Regions from separate parts of the Rattus norvegicus genome. Here region 1 is linked to region 2. A link is a contact called in public Hi-C data. All regions are on one chromosome and are shown on one strand. The core of a region is the stretch at or near the end of the contact, and the rest is flanking DNA. Distances in the headings are between cores, read along the strand shown. Region 1 holds the start of Tigd2 (tigger transposable element derived 2). Region 2 holds the start of Fam13a (family with sequence similarity 13, member A).

Region 1 (5,339 bases), core at 1,100-3,599, 260 kb after region 2:
AAAGAAATCTGAGACTTGGGAAATGAGAAGATAATTGGAGTATACCAAGAGGAAGAGAAGCTGTGACGCAAAGAGAAGAGATCTGGCTATGAGAAATTCCCTGGGGCCCACAGGGCTTTTAGGAAAGAAGGGTGTGGAACTTGCTTACTTGTTTTTCTTTCTTTCTTCCTTCCTTCCTTCCTTCCTTCCTTCCCTCCCTCCCTCCCTCCCTCCCTCCCTCCCTCCCTTCTTTCTTTCTTTCTTTCTTTCTTTCTTTCTTTCTTTCTTTCTTTCTTTCTTTCTTTCTTTCTTTCTTTCTTTCTTAATTAGAGTCTCCTACAGCCCAGACTGGTCTCAAACTTGATATGTCACCTAGGATGACCTTAAATTTCTGGTCCTTCTGTTTCCATATCCCAAGTGCTATATTAAAGCCATGTCCTAAAATACCCCATTTTATGCAGTGCTTCGAGACAGAGCCCAGCGCTCTATGCATGCTAGATAAGAACTTTTTTCTAATGATATATTTTTAAAAATACACTTATTGTTTCCTTGTTGGAGATAAGTCTCCCAGGGGTGCTCAGGCTGGCCCCAAAGCTCTGAGCTCAATCAATCATCCTGTCCCAGGTTTCCTAAGTAACTAAGACTGCAAATGTCTAGCACCACACTCATCTGGGCCAGGCTACTTTTGTTTTGAGCAATTTTAGGTTCACCGTAATTTGAGTACAAGACAGATTTCCTGTCTTCATGCTGCTGCTCCATTATCAACACCCTTACCAGTGTGGTACTACCTGTCACAACTATGAACCTCCCATTACCTCCTATCCATACCTGACTCGAAAGTTCACTTTTGATAGTATGCCTTCTACATGTTAGACAAATGTATGTCACATGCACAACTACAGAAACACACATTTTACTTAGTGTTTTAAATCCTGAGTCTGCCACAGTTCACAACATATCATACCTCCATAACCACAGACCAAAAGGAGAGACACCAGAAAGAACTAAACCTTTTTTTTTTTTTTTTTTTTTTGGTTCTTTTTCGGAGCTGGGGACCGAACCCAGGGCCTTGCGCTTCCTAGGCAAGCGCTCTACCACTGAGCTAAATCCCCAACCCAGAACTAAACCTTTTAAAGACACTGCTACCTTAAAAATGTTGTTAAAGGCCTGTAAATAGAATTGTTTTGAGTGACAGAGAACAGCTATAAAATGAAACCCCAACCACATTATGGGAAAGGAAATTAGCTTCCAGAAAGTGGGATGGGCAAGCAAGGCAGGAGTTATTTTCCTTTTGTAATATCATAGGCCACAGTGACCCCAGGAGGCTGGAAGAGGAAAGAAATGCCAGGCAAGCAAAGTACAGCCTGATTTCCATGAGGTTGGCCTCTGTGAAAGCTAGCTCTCCTCTGTTAAAGAGACGAGCAGGTGGTGCAGTGTTTTTGCTCACTCCTTAGGAATGAGAAGGGACAAGAGAACTTTTTAAAAGCAATAGAAATGAAATTGTACTTTACTAGAAATGGTCATTCAGAACTGCCCAGATTGCTTCGTTGGAGGCTTGAAGCAGGTAAGAGCTGTGAGAAGTCTACTTTCAGGCAAAATTAGGCCTTGCCCAGCAACGTCATTCCAATGATAGCACAGATAGATCAAAGATCAAAGGATTTCTATTTAATAGGCCAGACAGTGGAAGGCTGGAACTCAGGACGACAGCACAGATATGACTTGGGAGACAGAAGGGGGCCTGGAATCAACATTTCTTCTCTGCAGAGTGAATGCTCAGTCTGATTTCGCTTTCCTGGTACTAGAATTCTATGGGGGAAAAAAAAACCCGTCTGTCTTGAGAAACAGAAGTTAGAATACTCCAGATCAGGTTGTGGTTTATGGAAGAAGGATTTAAAAACAATAACAACATCCAAAAAACGATTGTGCTAGAGAGGGGTCTCTGGGACTGATTCAGGTGGAAGTTTTGAAATTCCGCTTTGACAGCAGGTGGTGATCCTTACATTCCTGCTCCAGCATAAGGTCCTCTGTGCCAAGTGTCTTTCTGGCTCGCCCCTGCTATCTGGCTCTGTGTCGCCGCAGTCGCAGAAGAAGGCACGCAGGCTCTGTGCACTCCCTGGGGTCTTACCTGAATGAAAACCTTGCAATTGCTACTCCTACCTCATTTGCAGTCCGGCCACTTGGAATGACCCTGCGTCGCCCTCTGCTGGCTTCAGCTGTGAGCCACAAGCTGAGTGTCCGGAGGCGGAGCATTGACTAAGTCCCGCCCCTCCTCCAAGAAGCCACGCCCCTCAGCGGGCTCGCCCGCGCATCCCCGCCCCCTCGCCGACAACACGTTCCTGCGGGGGCGCGCGCGCGTACCTAATCCCCTGCCTTCCGGCTTGGCCGCGCAGCTCCGTTGCGCGCTCACTCTGCGGCGGCTGGCGGGGTCGGCTTCGCTGGGGACTTCCATTGCTGGCTCTGTTTTCTGGCCGGTCAGGCAGAACGATGCCCGCTCCCTGCTTCCCGGCGTCCCGCGCGCCCGGTGACCATTAGCCCGCTGCAGGGTTGTGGCGGTGATCCCCTGCCTCCGACTTTCACCCAGCGTCCGGCTCGGAGCTTGCTGGCCGGCGGGGAGAGGCCCTGGTAGTGTCAGGAGGTAGGCTCTCAGCTCCCGGGTGGTGCCTGCGAGCGTTAATTTGTCTATTACCTGTCAGGTTGATAGGTGGAGATGACCTAGCCACAGTTGCAGGGGTAGGTATGAGTAATATCGTGGACTGATACTGAAAAGAAAACGTGTTTGATATTTTCCTATAGGTTTCAAAGGCTCGAGTACCTCTACAGACCCAGCAGCTACTTCTGTGGTCATGGAGATCATCTTCTACCAGGATTAATGTACGATCTTCACCCAGCTTATCACCCCCTAGTTGCAGCGTTGGGTCCTGATTTCCACCAATGAAGTTTTTTTATCCTTTCTTGAATCATGTGACATTACTTCTTGTCCGCTGTTTCCCTTTCAGTTGCCAAATCCATTAGCTATAAGTTCTTGTTGATTTAAAGTACTGAATTGTTTGCCTGTCCCCTTACACTGACAGCTCACCTCTGCTAGCTATGACTTTCATAGGTACTCACCAGGAGTCCTTGCCTTGAATCGGGCAGAATCGACAGAGACAACAACAGTCAGGCAGTGAGTCGTCCTGCTCTGTTTTTCTGTCTGTTAAGTGTGCAAGCCCGAGTAAAACTGTATTCTTGAACATAGCGTAAGAAAAACGAAAAATAATCCCGCGGTAATGGCAAAAGTTGATGGTCATGAGAATATTTTAGAAACCTCGGTGGCAGGGCAGTATTGATTCAGCTTCCAGTAAGGCTGCAATTCAAGAAAAGAGCAAGGAGGAAGAAGAGAAAATAGGGTTCACTTGAGCTATTCCTTGTTGTAGGAACAGGTTAAGTTCTAAATGAAATGAAAAAATCAGACTTTCTTTGAAAATTGTTATACCATCCAAGTCCTAGGGTACAGCTGAGGACTCTTAAGCCTCCATTTTCTGGTCTCTTTGTGTTCACATCCAAGTTGTTAATTGTCTAAAATAATTAGGCTAAAATGTTGGGAAAACGTAAACGTGTGGTATTGACAATTAAAGACAAACTTGACATTATTAAGAAGCTTGAAGAAGGCAACTCCTTCAAAAAACTCTCTGTCCTGTATGGAATTGGTGAATCCACAGTTCGTGACATTAAAAAAAACAAAGAGAGAATTATAAACTATGCCAACAATTCAGATCCTACTAGTGGGGTATCCAAGCGTAAGTCTATGAAGTCATCAACATATGAGGAGCTTGACAGAGTTATGATAGAATGGTTTAATCAACAGAAAACAAATGGGATTCCAGTGTCTGGAACTATTTGCGCAAAGCAGGCTAGGTTCTTTTTCGATGCCTTGGGTATGGAAGGTGATTTTAATGCCTCTTCTGGTTGGCTTACTAGGTTTAAGCAGCGTCATGGTATTCCAAAGGCTGCTGGTAAAGGCACAAAGTTAAAAGGGGATGAAACTGCTGCCAGTGAATTTTGTGGTAACTTTCAGGAATTTGTGAAAAGAGAAAATCTCCTACCAGAACAAATTTATGGTGCTGATCAAACTGGATTGTTCTGGAAATGTCTACCAACAAGGACATTGGCTTTTGACACTGACCAGAGTACTTGTGAGTATAGGACAAGCAGAGAAAGAATCATTATTATGTGTTGTGCAAATGCCACAGGTTTACACAAGCTTAATCTTTGTGTGGTGGGAAAAGCAAAAAGACCCCGTGCGTTCAAAGGAACTGACCTTTCAAACCTTCCTGTTACGTACTTCAGTCAAAAAAGTGCGTGGATCGAGCCCTCTGTTCTCAAACAGTGGTTTGAGAAGTGCTTTGTGCCACAGGTGCAGAAGCATCTGAAATCCAAAGGGCTTCGAGAAAAGGCAGTACTACTTTTAGATTTTCCTGCAGCACATCCTGCCGAAGAACTGTTGAACTCAGATGATGGCAGAATAATTGTGAAATATTTGCCGCCAAATGTCACAAGTCTAATTCAACCTATGAGCCAAGGAGTTCTAACCACTGTCAAAAGATATTACAGAGCAGGACTTATCCAAAAATACATGGATGAAGGAAATGACCCTAAATTGTTTTGGAAGAATTTGACAGTGTTGGATGCAATTTATGAGGCATCCAGAGCCTGGAACCAGATAAGATCGAGTACCATAACCAGAGCGTGGAGAAAACTTTTCCCTGGCAATGAGGAAAATCCAAGTGTGAGCATTGACGAAGGAGCCATTTTAGCAGCTAATTTAGCAACGGTTTTACAGAATACCGAAGATTGTGAACATGTTAACATTGAAAATATTGGGCAGTGGTTTGACTCCCGGAGTAGTGGCTCCAACTGTCAGGTGTTAGCTGACCTTGTAGGTGCTGCGGACCGGGCAAAGGCTGGTGAGCAAAAACAGCCCTCCAGGAAGACTCGGAAAGCAGAACTGAATCCAGAGAAGCATATCAGCCACAGAGCTGCACTTGAGTGGACTGAAAATTTGCTGGATTATCTAGAACAACAGGATGACATGCTACTCTCTGATAAGCTGGTCTTGCGGAGGCTTCGGACCATTATAAGAAGAAAACAGAGAATACAAACTAAAAGTCATCTATAGTCCTCTCTTCTGTCGCTGTGCATTTTCATCTTTGTGACTTTTGTCTGCAGTGGAATTTACCTAAAGCCAAATAAATGTTACACATGACTTTAGGATTAGATGCTGTTCTGGATTAATTAAACTACAGCTCTTTAATGTTGGTTCTGATTGAGCCATGACATGGAATTCACTTGTCAATGTCTAAACTGTGTTATACTAATTAGAT
Region 2 (5,250 bases), core at 1,116-3,615:
GCATCTGTTATTACTCTAATCTTGCTGTGTATTACAGAATTTACCGCATGACATTGCAACCGCCTGGTGATGCTTCTGCATCTTCACTAGTGTGGGACAGTAGAACTTGTATCTTAATCACCTCACTGGTAGGGTAGTAGGGTTTGCTCAAGGAGAAAACATTAAACAGTAAGTTTTGTTTGAACAGTCAAAACTGAAAAGAATACCTCCCATAAGGCCATGATATTTAATATGCTATGTGCCAATGTTAGGCAGCATAGTGTTAGATCGCTACACAGACCAGCTGTCAATAGATTTCTACAAGCTATAATCATTAACTAGAATTTACACCACTATTTTCAATGTAATATTCAGCATGAATTGCTTAACTTGTTTAAAGCTAATATTTTACCCATTTATTTCAATTCAGTTTCAAGCACTCTGAAACCCTGCCTGTGTCTATAAACTCTCTTCTTTGGGTAGATTGAGGATGGGATCCTCAGCAATGGGTTTCATTTCTGTAACAAACATAGAGAACAGCATTGGCCCGAGAGCTGACGAAACACTGCAGGAGCATGAGGGAGTTGGCATAAATACTTAGGCTCACAAGGGACCTCTGTGCAGGAAGCCTCATCATACACCTGGCCACTGTTTTCTGGAAGTTTATAATCAAAAGCAGAAATAAGCTCCCAGTGAAGATCGCCAGGGAATCAATCACTCCCTCCCCTCGAGCTTGGGGGGTGGACATTGAGTGCACGAAAGATCAGGGAGACAAAAGTCATGACTCAGCATTCTTGAATGCACATTGAGATATTCGTAGGTTCACTACAGCAACCGACAATGTACAATCATTTTCAGGAAGTCACATGGTCGTTTTTGCTCTGTATTAGCAGGTTTTCTATAATCAGGCAGCTACAACGGGGCTTGGTAATGGCCAACACTTTTTATCTAAAGCACAACCTGCTTAGAACTCTTCAGGACTGACATTGTAAGGATGTAAGTTCCCGACCTTAAAATCAGATATTAAAACTCCAGAAAGCGCACATTAGTTTTGTGGGTGACTTTTTCACCAAATCAATATAGAATTATGGATTCCTCTACAGAGCACTTCCTTCCCCACTGAAGTATCAATTTTCTGATCGGGTACTCTGAACACCTTATCACATTCCTATTTCAGTGGACAGGACAGGACAGCAAAATCAAAGTCTGCAGGAGCCCCTTTATCATAAGTAATACATTTTTTCATCATAGTTCTGTCGTTAAAACACAAACAATATCCGTGGGATTATTTTTTAAGTAAATCTATCTTACCTAAGTTTTTTCAATAAATCGTCATTACTGCCTGATTTTTTTAAAAATACCATTTTCCATAGAAAAATGTAAATGAAACATATATGTGAAGTCAGATGTCACTGTAATTGCAGCTCAAATGTGACCATATGATTAGCCAAAGTAAGTTTTTAAACTATGAACTGTGACCTTGGGTGGCTCAGACTTTTTGTGGGGACAGGACACAGTCATTTCTGTACTGGCTTTAACACACCAGGACACAGCACTCCTATCTACTTCACCAGTAGTGTGCTTCCAAACAGCCCGGGCTATTTACAGTTACCCTTCTTTATTTGATAGGACTCAGGGACCCCTTCATCACAGTCCCCAGCAGCAATGCCAGAACCCAGTGCTCAATCACTCTTACACAGCATTTGGGGGGGGGGTGTCTTTGCTTTTGTTGTTTTGTTTTTTGTTATTTTCCCCAAGCGTCATTTGGGTCACGAATCTACCTAGAATTATTCAAGGAAAAACCATTGTCCTTAACCTTTATTCCGTTTTCTACAATGCACTTGAAGAGACAAAGTCCTTGCCTAGAGAGCAGATAATCAGATCCATCTCCTGAGCCCTCTGAAGTGCTCTAACAGCCTGGAGACCCGGGAAGCCCATTCAGTTTGCTTTGCTTCGGGTAGCAGAGGTATTGTCTTAAATACACTTCCATTAAAAGAAAACATAACTGAACCCAACAATCACGAGCAACTGCACAAAAGTGTCAGTGAAAGAGAAGTGCACTATTTAAATGTTTCCATCTGGTCTGAGGAAAAAGCACAGCGCAGAACGTTCTGCAAGGTTTGCAGCCTGTTACTAATGATGCCGAGCACTGGCCAAGTACGCTGCCCAGAAAATACCAAACAGCATAAGCGGAGAACACTACCTTCGCAGCGGCATGATTTCACAAGCCATCCTCGTGTGTGAATCTGCACGGGATCCTCGAGTGTCTTCCAGGCAAGCCCTGTGTGCAGGGCCCGCGGAACACACAACCTGATGAAGCTGACACTGCCTCTCCACCTCCAGCTGCAGGCAAGGATATTTATCGGCTGCCTCCACATTTACACTGCAGTCCACTTTGACCTTTTGTTCCAGCGAAGCAGCTGAAACCCAGAGCCAATCAGAGGAGGAGCAGTGGAGTGTGAAAGGCTGCTCCTCCCCCTGATCCTCCTCCTGCTTCTCCCGCTCCTCCTTCTGTCCCCACCCCACTTCGCTCTGCTCGCTGCTTAGTGGGCTTGGCAAGCCCCAGCAACCTGAAACTTTCCTCTGAGAGGTTCCAGACAAGTCTGTCAGTCTGTGAAGAGTAACCAATAACTGCAGGGGAGCCCAGTCCTGCAGGGCTCAAAGTGCAAGAAAGCCAGCAAGGAAATGCATTGTCAAGGACAGACAGCGTTCCTTAAGGTCCTGTTTTTGAGGCCCAAGGGAAGAGTTGGACTGCACTTTGTTTTCCTAAAATAAATAGACAAATAAAAACTACTCAAACAGTAACCAGAGAAGGCTTTTCCAGCCTTTTCCAGATGAAAGAATACCTGGACCCTTGCCCTACCCACATTTTCTTCCCCAGATACTTATTTACACTAGGCTGTGAGCAGTTCCTGGTGACATCACTCACGGGAAGGAGGACACCGTGCCCTAAGAAGGTTCAGGTTCTCAGGAGATCAAAATGTCTACTAGCATGGTTCTTCCGTTTGTTGTTGTTGTTTTTTTATTTCATTAATATGAAGTGAATGTAGCTATTTGCATATTATTTTTTTCTACCCAAAATATCAACTGTACTTGGAAGAGACTTGTTTCTTATTATATATTCTTCTATTTTACAAAACCACTTTTCCAAGAAGGGTTCTAAGTGGTCGTTGGTTATTTTTTATAATTTTGTATTTCACACCTATGTATGTGTATGTATGTATATATGTTTGCCTGCATATGCACATGTGTACCACAAGTGTGACTATTGTCAGAGGGGGCCAAAAGGGGGCATAGAATCCTTTGGAATTAGAGTTACAAATGGCTAAGTGGCCATGCTGGGAACCAAACCTGGGTCCTTTGGAAGATCAGCCAGTACTCCAGCCCCTATTATTTCTTTAGGAATACTATTTCTAGGAAAGTATGAAATCATAGATTCATAAGTATGAATTCATAGATACAAAGCAAAAAACACATTATATATAGTTTATTTCACATTATGCAAATTTAACGAGTTCTAACACAGTCACAATCATTATTTTTAGCAGCAGAAAGAACAGAGACCCAGTCAATGACATTCAAAAACTATGCCAGCTTAAAGACTTTCCTGTAGTTTTTCTCAGCTTGCTATTTTTTTAACAGATTACTCAGGAAGCTGAAATTGTCACTATATTCCCTTTTGATAGTATATTTGTACTTTTTTGCATTTAAATTATTACTTCTATTTCTAGAACCAACCTCATTATCAACATCATCATATTTTTGAGCAGTCTTGATGTCTCAGTTATTTTTCCTTTGCTGTGAAGGGACATTGTGATCAGGGCAACTTTTAAACGAAAGTATTTAATTGGGAGCTTGCTTCCCATGTCAGAATTTAGTCCATGACTATCACAGTAGGTAGCATGACAATTGAGAGAGAGAGAGAGAGAGAGAGAGAGAGAGAGAGAGAGAGAGAGAGAGAAGCTAGTGTGGGCTTTTCAAACATCAAAACCTATTCTCAATGACACAACTTCTCCAACAAGGCGACATCTCCCATCTTTTACAAATAATTACACCAACAGGGAAGCAAGCATTCAAATGTGTGACATATGGTAGCCATTCTCATTCAGACTACCACATCTTTTTTTGTCGTGGATCATGGGTGGTTAGGGTGCAGAAGGACACATCACAGTTGTTAAAAGCACTCTTCTGGAAAGTGTTTACAGCCGGTAAAAACATAATTTTTATATTTGGCCTTGGCATTTAAGAGTATAGTCTCCTTTTTTCTCAGCTTTAGATTAGGCACTGTAATGTTGAACTGAGCCAAGGTCATATCTATATCTGGGTAGTCTTTTCTTTTTTTATTAAGAAGACTCATTAATGAGAAACAGTTCTCCAAATAACATCTCATATGATTAAAGTATAATGTCTGAGGATTGTTAAAGAAACATGCTCATCATTTTCATCCTGGTTATACTTTCTTGCTTCATGTTGAAGATCAGGTAGGTGGGTTAAATTAACCATATTCTTTTTAATGTCAAGGCCAGTTTAACATCTGGTCCTTATGTGTTTATTGGACTTGGGAGGAAACCCTGGTTCCTCTTGTCTTTCTTTTGACAGCTAGTCTACTTATGAGATGATAAGTCAAAGGCCTTGTTTGACCATTGTTTCATTTGGAAATGTGAAGCAAATATTTTGTCTTTGCTGACTCTCTTTTTTGTAGACACTGTAAGAGTTCACGTAGTGGTATTTCCATGGCCTCCCTGAACAAAAGAACAGGTGGCTCGCCATAGTCTTTTGAGAGATGCTCCACAGATGACTGGAACTGTGGTGAGCTTGGAAGGTAAGGGGGGGGAGTATTCTCTCTTTAATTACTTTGACCACATCAGTGTAAGACACAAAGTATGGGTATCGAACACTGGTTAGTTACACCGGTCTGCTATTTTTATTACTGTGCAATATTTAGATAAAACTTGAACTGAAATCAAGTACTTTAAGTAAACCTTGATTAGACATACATTAAGTCAGTATCCTATCTCTCTTGTCTTTCACATACCCTAAATAACTTATTTAGACACACATAACTTATTTAAACTTTCTAGCTTTTTTCCATTTTAAAAAAAATTATCAGGGTTGGGGATTTAGCTCAGTGGTAGAGCGCTTGCCTAGCAAGTGCAAGGCCCTGGGTTCGGTCCTCAGCTCCAAAAAAAAAGGGAACAAGAATACCCTTGGCAGGGAATAGAGAGATTAAAACAGACACAGAAGGAACACCCATTCAGAGCCTGCCCCACA

Evidence for each region. A called contact is a pair of places that touch in the nucleus more often than the background predicts.
Region 1: a contact with region 2 is called in a Hi-C map of liver, with 3 times the contacts expected there. The contact joins the promoter of Tigd2 here to the promoter of Fam13a in region 2. A contact is called at or near these places in 8 of 12 Hi-C or Micro-C datasets (the A7r5 cell line, Schwann cells, frontal cortex and 4 more).

The regions. Positions count from the first base shown.
Region 1 is chr4:89,742,167-89,747,505 of GRCr8, forward strand. It overlaps Tigd2 (tigger transposable element derived 2), which reads left to right and starts at 2,350. Exons shown (of 2, transcript NM_001305180.1): 1 at 2,350-2,614; 2 at 2,773-5,339. The coding sequence starts at 3,554. The coding sequence ends at 5,134. It also overlaps the pseudogene Acbd5-ps1.
Region 2 is chr4:89,483,539-89,488,788 of GRCr8, forward strand. Fam13a (family with sequence similarity 13, member A) reads right to left here and starts at 2,366. Exons shown (of 18, transcript NM_001100862.1): 1 at 2,183-2,366. The coding sequence starts at 2,211.